Regions from separate parts of the Mus musculus genome. Here region 2 is linked to region 1. Evidence: chromatin contacts called from public Hi-C data. All regions are on one chromosome and are shown on one strand. Each heading gives the region's core, a stretch centred on a gene start, on an enhancer-like site or on the middle of the called end of the contact. The rest is flanking DNA. Distances are from core to core; before and after follow the strand shown. Region 1 holds the start of Cltc (clathrin, heavy polypeptide (Hc)). Region 2 holds the start of Brca1 (breast cancer 1, early onset).

The links. Hi-C and Micro-C count contacts between places; a contact is called where the count stands out from the background.
Region 2: a Hi-C map of B cells shows a contact between it and region 1, with 5 read pairs. The contact joins the promoter of Brca1 here to the promoter of Cltc in region 1. A contact is called at or near these places in 1 of 39 promoter capture datasets (cranial neural crest) and 1 of 484 Hi-C or Micro-C datasets (B cells).

Annotation. Positions count from the first base shown.
Region 1 is chr11:86,753,396-86,759,483 of GRCm38.p6, reverse strand. Cltc (clathrin, heavy polypeptide (Hc)) reads left to right here and starts at 1,917. Exons shown (of 32, transcript NM_001003908.2): 1 at 1,917-2,236. The coding sequence starts at 2,195. Gm42085 (a long non-coding RNA gene) reads right to left here and starts at 1,771. Exons shown (of 3, transcript XR_880101.3): 1 at 1,608-1,771.
Region 2 is chr11:101,550,579-101,557,045 of GRCm38.p6, reverse strand. It overlaps Brca1 (breast cancer 1, early onset), which reads left to right and starts at 5,091. Exons shown (of 23, transcript NM_009764.3): 1 at 5,091-5,277. It overlaps Nbr1 (NBR1, autophagy cargo receptor), which reads right to left and starts at 4,392. Exons shown (of 24, transcript NM_008676.3): 1 at 4,091-4,392; 2 at 2,948-3,058; 3 at 1,171-1,236; 4 at 755-871. The coding sequence starts at 856.

The DNA of each region.
Region 1 (6,088 bases), core at 668-3,167:
CATTTTAGTTGCTTTTACTGTTTTTCTCCAATACTGCCTTTCATATTTAGGCTGAGAGGAGAATCTGGCAGGCAAGGCAGCAGTCCTATTAATAAGCAGAATGATTTGGGATATCACCATCTACTTTTCTTCTTTCTAAATGATTTCTGAAAACAACTCATTCTTGAAATTTCTATGTGTGATGACAAAGCAGTCTCAGCGCACTTTTTGGTTAGGTATTCCACACCAAGGAAGTAAAATCAACTGCTCTGGGGATTTGAAATGTCCTTTCATGCAGGGTCTGTATGAAAATACAAGGCCCTTGTCAATAAATTGAAATGTGGTGATCTGTTCATGGTGAAGCTCTTACATCCCAAATTCTGAGATTGAAAGTGCAATTCTATTAAGCTACTGACATTTCTGTAATAAAACAGTAACTCCCTTAGGATTTTAATTTAAAATTTGCCCACCTCTAGAAAAGGACAAAGTCTTATGAAAACAATCTTTTCAAACATTGCAGGACAGGGCACATTCAAGTGCTTAAGTGAAATTATGTAAACACAAAACATCCTAAATATGGTGGCAAGGCTCTTCTTCAAGGGTCTGTTGTCTGCCTTCTCACTTGCCTGGTTCTCCTCTCAGCCCAGATATGAAAGGCAGTATTTGGGGGGAATACTAAACGCAACTGAAATGACTAAGCAGATTTCTCTAAGCAAAACCGCTTACGCAAAATTATTGTACACCCAGTGGTTGTCTTATGTTCTTTAGGTTGAAAGGGGCATTGAAAGTAATTTCCTCAAGAACTTTCAGGGGGATTAAGACGAACTATGTGGAAATGAACTCTCTAAATCTTCCTTATATTGGTGCTATTGTGAGACATTACACCTTACACTTTAGCAAGAGCTCTGGGGCGGCTATTAATCGCTAATGAATGCTGCAGATAGCTTACTGCTGTAGGAAGGCAAGGTGCTCCGGTTTTGAAGGGCTTATTACATCGCCCACCCTGTAACTACAGGTAATGGTCCTACTACCATGTATGACTAACAGTCAATCCCTCAGCTCCAAGACAGCCCCTGAGGTTTCTTTCCCTAGCCATCCTTTGATCTACATCTTTTAAGCTTTTTCCTGTGGCCGAACCCTCCAGTTCTCGAAGGCCAAACTGATCTCTACACTAGGCTGATCTAAGTCCACCAAAATGTCCGCGGAAGCGCTCTCCAGGGGCCAGCAGGAGATTCTTCTCCCATGGCCTTCCCTGTCCTTTGAGATGGTTTATCTGAGGATCTCGAGGAGCCATCCGGCTCTCCTGGCGTCAGAAGGGCGTGCGTCAGGGCAAGGAAGCTTGCAGCTCAGTACGGTCCCCCTCCCTGAGGTGTCAGCAACCACCCACTGCGCGAAACCAGGCGGGGGAGGCGCGCCGCAGCCAGCCGCCCGAGGAGCTCTGCGGCGGGGCCGTTTCCCTTAGTCACCGCGGCACCCACGCCGCGGCCTTCTCCTCAGGCACTCGGTGTCCTCACGCCCAGGCCGCCACGCCGGCAGGGGGCTCAACCGCCACCTCCTCCCCAGGAGCAGCGGCCAGTATCTTGCCTCTCGCCCTCCACTCTGGCAGCCTTCAACCGACCCTTCCCTACCCGCATCACGTGCACCGGGAAGTGCGTGGGTGGGTCTTACAGCGCCTACGGAAATGACGTAGTTCGCCCCGAGTCGCATGATGTGGCAAAATGTTAAAAAAAAAAAAAAGTGGGAGGGGGGAGGGGAGAAGGGAGAAACCGGAGCCTGGGGAAAGTGATGAGTCTAGAAAAAGTAGTCCCTCGGTTCCTCTGTTTCCCCGCAGCCGCATCAGCGAAGAGCGCTCCGCGCACTGCGTCCCTGAATCCCTACGCCCGACCGCGGCGCGGCGTCTGTGGAAGGCTACATAAGGCGGACGGCGTGAGGAGACTGGGCGGAGTTCTGCCTCGGGATCCTTCCGCAGGGCTCAGCCGTTTCCGGAGTCTGCGCTGCTCCCGGTTCCGCCATTGCGGCTCTCCCGGCCCCTGGAGCCTCCGCCCCCGACCCAAGCTCTCTCGTCTGCCTGCCAGTTCCCTGCGTCCCCGGAGAGTATCCCTCTGAGCCCAGCCTCCCCTCCCCTTCCCCGTCTCCTCCTCTCCCTTGGAGAGCCCGGGCAGGCACTGCCCTGCAGCCCCAGTGACAGGAGGAGACCATACTCCCCGACAGCGCCATGGCCCAGATTCTGCCCATTCGCTTTCAGGAGCATCTCCAGGTACGTGTGAGTCGGGGCTGCTGAGGGACTTTTCGAGGGTCGTGGGAAGGAAGAAGCTAGCGGCCTGGCCCGAAAGGGATCGAGAGAAGGGGAGTGGGGGGTGTCGGTATTTGGCATAGGTGGAGGAAGGACAGTGTCTTAAAAGCTTAAAGGGTTAAATGATATGAGACTAGGATGGAAATGACGAATCGGAGTGCAAAGGGCGGCGAGGCCAGGCCTTACGTCTGACGACCTCTTATTCTGCTTCCTGGATTGCAAGAACTGCGCATACCAGACCCCCCTTCCCATTTTACTCAGTTCATTCATTTGGGTAGGGGCTAGGTGGGGGAGCTTCTCGCGCGTTTCTCCCAGAGCAAGATTTCTCGTTAACCCTGAGCGACGCGGGGCTGTCACCTTCCCTTGGTCTATTCCCATTTCTACATCGAGTCTGCACCCAGGAATTGTGTGGCGGGTGGGTTGGGGAGGAGCTGCATCCTCCCTCTGCAGCTCACCACTGAGAAAGGCACCTTGGGGTTAGGGTAGCAGTGGCTCGTGGCTTGCCTTCCCTGAATCTATAAGGAACCGAAGGTCACACTCACTGAAGGAACAGAAAGAAGATAGAGGGGCGGCAAGGGGCGGTGTCAGTCTCGGTGCCTGGGGTCAAGGTCCCAAGGGGAACGCGCATATTTTTCCTTTCTTGGTTTCTTCAGAGGGTTAGTGTAGCTCTTAGGCTCACTTTGATTCTTGCAGGTAGGGAGAGTTATTTAGAGGTTATTTATGGCCTTTTGGAATTTAGCAGGTAGTTGTGGGATTACGGCAGGAGTATGTCTCACAGGACTGCGTGGAATTCATCAGAGCCGGGTTTAAGTGCATACCTGCTCTGTGTCAGTACCTAACAAGTTGATCTGTAACTGGCTCCTTTTTAATAGTCTGGGGCGTCCCCCCTCCGCCCCCCACTGCACCTTATCCTGGAGTCAATACACCATTGTCTAACCTGGCAACCTGCCAGCAGTTGGCCTAGGCAGGTGACTGTTGGAGGGCTTCGCTGAATTACGCTTCTTCTGAACTGCTGATTTTCCTGGTTCACTTGTCCCGACTCTTTGACATCATAATTTATTCATATTAATTTACTTTCCCTCAAGTATCCCCATAAAGAAATCTGCTTTCAGCTGCATCTTCTGAAGGGCTAATTTCATGAGGGGGAGGTGCAGTGATCCAGTTCAAATATTGGTAACTTATTGAGTGCTTTATCATTGAAGGCAATCTGATTTACTTTTCTTCATTGATATACATAAAAGATGTTTGATAATAAAGAGGGTTAACTAAAATTTAGCACCAAGTAAAATAATTAAATATTTCTTTATAGACTTTACCGTGTTGCTAACATTAACGAATTATTTTACTTTAGGACTTCTTTGCCCATTAAATGACTTGAATACATTTTCTTCAGTCATCACTAGTTTTCAAATAATTCATCTGATTTTGGCAATAAGATCTCTATTTTGTAAAGGTCTGAAAAATGTCAAGTGACAATGCTGACAGAGAAGTTAATTTTTGTTCTCAATTCAAGCTTGAGTTTCCTCTGTTAAGAATATAAAGTGTTAGGAAAGCACTGTTCTGGATGTTAGTGGACAGTGGGCTCTTCAGGCTGAGTTAAGAGGGAGGCAGCCTGTGTACACTAACAACAGAAAAAAATCTAGCTTTAATTAATTGCTTGCTTTAATTAATTTGACCATGATTTGGGTTGCTGTTTTTTCTTCTCCCATCTTTGGGATTAACACTTGGCCACACTGAAGTTACCAGAAATAGCTTTCTGCAAATATGTGTATAAACCTTACACAAAAGAAGCAAAGACAACTGCTGATGACATGACCGTTGCTGGTGATTTGAGTAATAGTTTTTCATTTCTATTAAACTCAAGACCAGAATTGTTGAATGGTCTTACAGACTGGAATCCAAACTTGTCACTAATTAAAAACAGATTTAATGCAGGTGTGGCATGTGAGTAGCAATTTCTGCAAATATTTGAAACTGTTTTCCAAAATTTAAAGATTTTGAATATTTATAAAATAGCTTTACAGATACACTTGAAGATCTCGGATGCTTATTTTCTGGAGGACCTCATTACACTTTAGGCTTTGGCTGGTAGGATCCCACTCTAGTAGATAGAGTCAGGTGTGCCGAAAGGATAATGTATCTTCTGATCTCAGACTTTTATTCCCTCTCTTTTAACAAACAAACATACAGTGTAAGGATTATTCCAGTTGTCATCTTAAGTCTTTGATTGCCCAGCCTCTGCCATTCTGCTTAGAAAACAACTTTCTAAAGCATTTAGGAGAACTGGGAAGTAAGGAGTGTAGAGTTCACTTGTGAAAGTTAACAGCAAACTCTAAATTAATTTATTTTAAACTTTTTATGAGAATGTTGCAAATAAAAAATTGCTATTTATTTTCATATCCCTTTGTGCATTTGTTTAGATGAAGATCTGTCATCAAGGCTTGGAACTATATCACATAATTTTGATATTTTATGTGATGAAGGAATTTTTGTTGAGTTGCAGATTCTGAACAAATTCTAGGCTGCAGAACTCAGAAAGTTCAGTGCCAGCCAGCAAAACCCTGTCTCAAAGGACAAAACAACAAAACCCCACTGCCTGCAATTTTCAGTTCCTGGCATATTAAGCATTTTGCAATTGACACATTTTGTTGAGCATTTGGATACTTTTAATTTTCATTTACAAATCTTTCCACCCCGTTCTTCTCTCTTTGATCCATAAACACAGACATGCAATGTGTTGCTGAGTTGAATAGTAGGATTCTTAAGAAGGTTTTGGTTTCAAAGAGAAAGCAGTAATAGATGCTTAGGAAGACTAGAAGAGCATGCCACCTGGAAGTAGACTCTAATCTACCGTGGAAATAGTTTAAATGAAGACCGATTCCCTCCCCCCCCACCCCCCCCAGAATTTTCTTAAAGGTTAGTTTACTCAGCTTTAAGGAGTTTGGCCAATTTTAATGAAAATACTTGTGCCCTGTTTGGGATTATACTTTAAGGTATGCAAAACTATGGTTTTCACTTTAAAGTCTTGGGAACTTGGGTAGTGTGCTGTTGGGACAGTTGTTTCTGATAAGTGAGGGCTAGAGAGTGAGGAGGAGAGCAGTCCAACTTCTGTTGTGTGCTGTGTCCTCACTCAGCCCTTGGTCCTGTCTCACATTAACAGTGGAAGACTAAGGCTGGAGGCCGTACTCAGGGGCCATAGTCAGAATGGGGTTTGGATCGCCTCTTCTGTTTTTAAGACAGAGTCTTAACTATATCGCACTGTCTGGTCTGAAACTTACTATGTATAACAGGATGGCTTTGAACTGAGATCTGCTTGCCTCTGGCTCCAGCGTGCTGGAATTATTGCATATTCCATCACACCTGACCATAAATCATATTTTAAAGACAGTGTCTTGCTAATGTTGCCCAGAGTGGATTCAGATTCAAAATCCTCTTGCTTCTCAGCCTCTTGAGTGCCGGGGTTCTAGGCCTGCATCATCATGCCCTGCTGCAGTGATTGCCTTTAAGAGATGCTACAAGGGACCAGAGAGGTGCTCTGTGCTTAAGAGCGACTGTTAACTCTTCCTGAGCACCTGGGTTTGGTTCCCATCACATACAGACAACTCCTCATCTCCTGTAACTCCAGTTCCAGGGGCTCTTCAGTCCTCCAAGGATACCAGGCACACATGTAGCACACATAGGTATATGCAGGCAAAATTCTCATGTACATAAAATAAATAAATCTAATTAAAAAGAGAGAGAGAGAGAGAGCAAGAGGGTTGGAGAGATGGCTCACTGGTTAAGAATACTGACTGCTCTTCCAGAGGTCCTGGGTTC
Region 2 (6,467 bases), core at 3,842-6,341, about 15 Mb before region 1:
AACTGCTGGAAGACAGGGAACGACTGTAACACACTGGAAGGCCCCTTTCTAAAATGTCCTTCCTGCTGAAGTTACCCACATAGATAAACCAGGTAAAGAAATATTTGTAACCAAAAATGGTTACATTAAACACAGATGCCCAAGTAGGAAAACATTGACCATGGCAACCCACAAACCAGAAGAGTACAAAGGGCAAAGCAAGATGAAAGACACTAAACCAAAGCACGGAGCAGAGGAGCTGCTGCATGGGCACCCATGGGAGCTGCGCTGCTTTCTGCCAGCTCTGAGACATCCAACCTTTGACCCAGCGATAAAGCAACTGACCGGTCTTGCAAAACACAAATCCCATCCTCGTCAGGTAACAAACACAGCAGTGCGCCTGCTCTCCAGTCAGACAACACCCACTACGGCCTGGCTGCAGGGAAGGACAGCCTAACTTATCCCCAGAATGTCTCTAAACCCTAATTCACTGAAAATATCATTTTACCTCATACAAGAGAGAACCAACTCCCAAAATTGTCCCAGATTTTTGCTCTCTCTCAAAAAAATTAATATATGTAATTTTAAAGATGTTTAAAGGAACATAATTGTTTCTTCCTTTTTCCTTGTACATATTCTCTACTAATACCAAATCCCTGTAAAAAATGATTTTCCAAAAGGTCCAGAAATGGATAAAATAAACTGCTCAAAATAGCTACATTTTGAAAAATATCTGTGTATAACCCACTGAGAAACAGAACAAAGCGGTACTTACCATAGCTTCAACATCAGCCCAGGTTGTATTTTCTGGATCCGAAACCAGAAAGCTTTGAGTTTCATTTTTAAAAGTCACATTTAGAGTAACCTGTGGTTCCATGCTGTCTGGCTGGAGCTGAGAGGACAGGTAGATGAAAGGAAGAGGAAGGGATTAAAAACCCACCCGGAGGCTTCAGCTCTGATATATAAGTTAGACTTGGAAGATCATAGTGAATAAGACAGACAATGTCCCCATGATGACATTACTATCTAGTAATGTGTTTTCTACAAATCTCACTGTTACACAGGATTTTTCCTTCTCAAAAATAAAGACACTAATGCTCAAGATACTGCTATAAAGATCTGCACTTATGTTATAGCTACCACTTATATAGAACTTCTATGTTAGAGAGAAAAGCCAAGTTGGGCACACACCTGTAGTCCCAGTTACTCAGAAGTTGATGCAGGATGGTAATGGAAGTCCAAGAGTTCTAGGTCAGCCTAGGAAACAATGAGATCCTATCTTTAGGATTAAAGAGGTGGGCTGTGGGGAGGGTAAACGGCTGTTGAACGAGTTTAAATTTTATCCACATCAACAAAAACCCCCTTCACATGTTTTAGGTCTCTAAGATTTTTCACTGCCTATTTCAGTGCTTGGATAGTTGAGCATCTGTAGCGTAATCCAGCAAGGTGGATTAACACAGACAAGGGCTCTGCCTTGGGGAGTACAAATAGACGGAATTTCCAATTTTAGGTAAGGAGGTCAAGAATAGCCTGGGTTACAGAATGAACACTAAGTCTCCAGAAAATAAGCAAGCAAACAAACCAACACCAAAACAAAGCAGCAACAACAACAACAATCTACCAGAACCTCTTACAATCACTTATGGGGAATTTTAAAGGTATATAAAAGTAAAGAAAGGAACTTGCTGAGTCCTTTTGGACCTATCAGCTAGCTTCCACAATATCCAACTGGGAGCTAATTTAGTTATCCAGTATTCCTTCCTTTCAGTTGTGTGTGGGGGGCTGCAAATGGAATACAGATGTCTAGACGATAGGGAATCACTCTACCACTGAGCTACACCCTTGTCTCATGACAATGTCTCTCTTGACAAAATATTCATCCTTTCATTCGTAAATATTTATGAGAAAAAAAATGTAAAACCCACCATTATCACACCTAAGAAGCTGGTAATTCTTTAATCACTTATCTATTATTAAAGTCGGTTTGACTTTAATGAAGGACTTTGCTTACTGATGATCTGTGACTTTAGGGGAAAAGGTAGTTTAAGTTGTTTAACGCTACAAGTAAACTCACTGGCATTAAAAAAAAAAAGGTCACCTCTTAAAATATTCAGCACATTTTTAAATCTGCATCTAGAAAGGGCCAGATTCTGCTCCACACACAAGAGGCAAACAAGATTAAGTCCTAGACTTTTCCAATGTCACAGGAAGGGAGGCCATGGGGCGGGAAGACTCAGGGTTCCAGACACAGTTCCACCACAGACTAGTCATAGAGCTGTGAGAAACACTATCTCTGAGCTTCAACTGTTTAATCTATAAAAACAATACTATTTTGATGACCTTAACAGTGTTACCAAAGGAATTTAATAAAATTATGGCCTAGGAGATTGGGAATAAGGCCGAACCAGTCAATTATGTGCATAGCTGTGGGGTTCATTTCTAGCACCACAAAGTGTATAAATTCTTATCAACAGAAACAATTCTTTATTTCACTAAGATAGCTTCTAGTTTATTATTTACTAATTTTTGAAGGAGACATACTCTCACTCCGCAGCCCATGCTGGCCTGGCAATTGCTATAGATTTGCCTGCTTCTGCCTTCAGAGTGTTGTACTATGGATACAACTGTCATTTTAAGAGCCTGTAGGGCTGGAGAGATGGCTCAGCCTCCCCCCCCCCCCGACCCCCCCAAAGAACCCAGTTCAATTCCCAGCACCCGTGCAGCAGCTTCCAACTGTCTGTAATTCCAATTCCAGGGGAATCTAACACCCTCCTACAGACATACAAAAACACCAACGGTTTCAAAATAAATAATTGAAACAAAAGAACCTTGTATTCTTAATTCTGACTATTTTATATACTCAATTATTCATTTTTTCCCATCACTTGTCTTTATCTAGAATTGACTTCGATGCCAAGCTAATGCTAATCTCTAGCACCCACCCTGCTGACAACCAGCATGCATTTACCTGAAATGCAATTCTTCCTTCTTAGGAGCTGTAAAATTTAGGCAGACGCTGGCTCATCAACTCCCCAGCAACTCCCCAGCACGTTCAAGTTGGTTGGTTTGTTTGTTTTTTCTTTAAACCAGAAAAACAAAGTGACCAAAATGTAAAAATTGTGAAACACACTTTCCAACTTCAAGAAATACTCTTCCACTCTTTTCTGTCTGGAAGGAAACTATTCTTCCCCGTTCTGAAATTACACAAGTGGGAATTAGTTTCCATACTTTGGAGCAACCAGCTGTTCTGCCCATGGGAGAAAACAGGAAGTAGGCGGTTCTAGTTTAGCTGGCCAATATACAGGTCTTCATAAAGGGCTTACGTGTGAAAATTCTTTCAGCCAGAGCAATCATCTTGAACTTGTGAAAATATCAAAAGTACAGTTAACCACATCTATACCTGAAGGTTTACCTCCAGCAGTCAGGTAGCTGGGCCTAAGCCTGCACTTTCCTAAATGGCACTGTAAACTCATACCTATTGACTCACGTTCATGTGGCTAAGTCAGCTTTTCCTCACGTGATTATTTTTCAACCCCGACAAATAATTTTAATAAAGCCAATTTGGGAATCTGAACTTCATTTTCTATACCAGAAGCTGGCACAAGCAACCTGAGTTTTAAAATGTGTCATCTGAAAGGTGGGTGTTTGACATAACGGGAAAAACGATGCCTTTCTAATTTGGAAGGTCCTAGCTCAAGATATCTTCCTTCAATAGAGCCTTAAAAATAGGAAAGGGACAGAATGAGGAAGATGTATGTCCTTTCTTGTCGCAGACTTAATCCCAGTCTTCCAGTAATGGTTTCCCGGAACTCCATGTCCCCAGGACAGTGAGTGTCACCACCATCGAAGCCCTCTTTATGTTCTGGGGGGGATCGAGACCTTTTCTTAGCAGAAACTGGCCCTTCTAAGCCATGAACTGTCTCCCTCAGGCAGTATCCACCCCCCACTATCGATGACAACCCAAGCGACTCCCTCATCTGGTCACTGAAAAGACTGGCTGCCCCTGAACACGGAAAGTCACTCCTCTTTGCAAGATTTTCCCCTTGAACTTCCCCGAGCACTCTAAGAACGGCGTGCCCCTACTTCTAGGTAACAGTGGTAGCTTCCTTACCAGCTTTCCGCCCACGGGGGGCGCTTGCCAGTGGCCAGTGCAAGGACCGTTCGCGGCCAGCTCGCCTGCTATCCCTGCGGGGTGAATCTAACATGGCGGACAGAGACCGGGCCTAGTCCCATGTTTCCCGGAGTTTTCCACAAGATGATTGGCTCTTTCTATCTGCCCCTCAAAATAACCTCTCTACCGATTGGTCAGTGCTGCGTTGGCAAGGGAGGGACAGAAGCTCTCTGAACCGCATAACAATAACAAACACCCAGGCCGAGGGGCGGAACTAGCGCGCAGAAGTCAGCTGGTTGGATTTCCCTTTCCCAAGCCGATTGGCCACCCTCTGCTTTTCCCAGGTCACTGACATTGGCGGACTAGTTACCCGAGAATCGCGGGGCTGGACGGGAATTGTAGTCTTCCTGGAACCCACAGCTCCTTTTAGTCTATTTTCTGTGCACAAAACACGAACACAGAACGCTGCGATTCATAGCAGCTAAGACGCATAACTGCGAGGAGGTCTCCGCTGTACCGACTGGGTTCCTGTGGTACTCGTGCCTGCTTCCGGTGTGAGAAGCTCTTTTCCCGTAAGACTACACTTTCCAAGAGATGCTGTGGAGAAGGCCTTTCGTTCCGCAATGCATGCTGGAATTGGTAGTTCTTCTTACACAAGTCTCTTATTTACCGAAACTGGAGACTTCCATGGCAGGAAGGCTGAGGGAGGGATGAGACCTCGTTTTGCAACTGCTTTGGGCACTACCTTGCGCTCATATTCCGGCCTCAGGGAGCGATTCCCACCCTTTGTACAGAACTACTGTGACGTAATAAGCAGGCGTAGATGCGAAGGGGCTGCCTAAGAGAAACCTCGAAATTCTTTCTCTTCCGTCTCTTTCTAGTGACGACATACAGGAAAAAAAAAGACTAGGTAGCCAATCGCAAACCCAGAAACAGTTTCAGCACCCCCCCCCCCCAACTCGCTCCTCCCTTCCCTTCCGCTGACGTGTCTGGATCTTGTGTTCCGAAAGGCTAGCGCTAGGCGCCAAGCGGCCGGTTTCCTTGGCGACGGAGAGCGCGGGAATTTTAGATAGATTGTAATTGCGGCTGCGCGGCCGCTGCCCGTGCAGCCAGAGGATCCAGCACCTCTCTTGGGGCTTCTCCGTCCTCGGCGCTTGGAAGTACGGATCTTTTTTCTCGGAGAAAAGGTGAGACAGCCCTGAGGAACAGAAAGGGTACCCCGGAATACTCATATGAAAGGCAGGAAGCTGCTGGTGGAGACGGGTGTTTACTGATTAGGAAAGTACCTGGGGCGGAACCAAAGGGTCCCAGACGTTTTCAAACAGGACTCTTGGGAAGGGTGCAGTTTGTGCATTCCCGGGGGCAGCTGTGAGGAAGAGGGCAAAGGATCTACGAGGGGGAGTTCTGGCTGTAATCGTATCTTGAAGGTTGTATACGGATGCGGGCTAAAGGATGAGAGGAAAGGCGGGCAGAAGTGTGGCAGGGAAGAGGGGGGAAAAACGGAGTTTGTGGAGGGAAACTCCTGAAGAACTAGACCCGAGTACATTTCACAGAAGGTTCTAGAAGGGAAGTACATAAGGGAATGGCAATAGTAATGAATGCTGTTGGCAGAGAAGACGTGTTTAAAGAGAGCCTTAACAGGGAAACATCCAGAAGAGGTAGGGTGGAGACGCTTTAGCAGTTTTTAAGTGTTCCTTTTGGCGACTTTTAAAATAATATGTGTGCTTCTTTTTTGTTTGGTTGGTTAGCGTTTATGTTGGTGGTTTGGTTTGGTTTGGTTTTGGCTTTTGTGTAGCCTTGGCTGTCCTGGAACTAGCTCTATAGACCAGGCTGGCCTCGAATTCACAGAGATCCACCTGCCTCTGCCTCCTGAATGCTGGGTAGTTGATTAGTTTTGAGACAGAGTCTAGTCTCATTTATATTAGCTCTGGCTGGCTTGGAGCTGTGTATAATAGAACAGGCTGGTCTTAAACACTCCTCCACCTGCCCCTGTCTCTGGGGAGGAGGGGGTCAAAGATATCCACTACCATTCTCAGCTAGTTTTAGAGTTTGTGAGACAGGGCCTTCTGTAATTGGGTTGTGTAGCTCTAGGTGACCTTGAACTCTATCCTCCTGCCTGTACTTCCTGAATGCTGAAAGTACAGGTTGAAACAACCATATCTGATCTTTTGGCCTCCCCAAACTAGCCCAAAAAGACTGCTGAACTTCTGAGTCCAAGCCATCCTCCTCCTTCAACTTCTCCAGTCCCTGAAACTATAGGTATGACACCACTGGTTTTGATTCTAAGCAAGAAAAAGAACACCAGACTCTGGGGAAAGTTCATATATATATCACTTCTGTCCAGTCACTCCATTTTAGCTTTTTTTTTTTTCCTTGA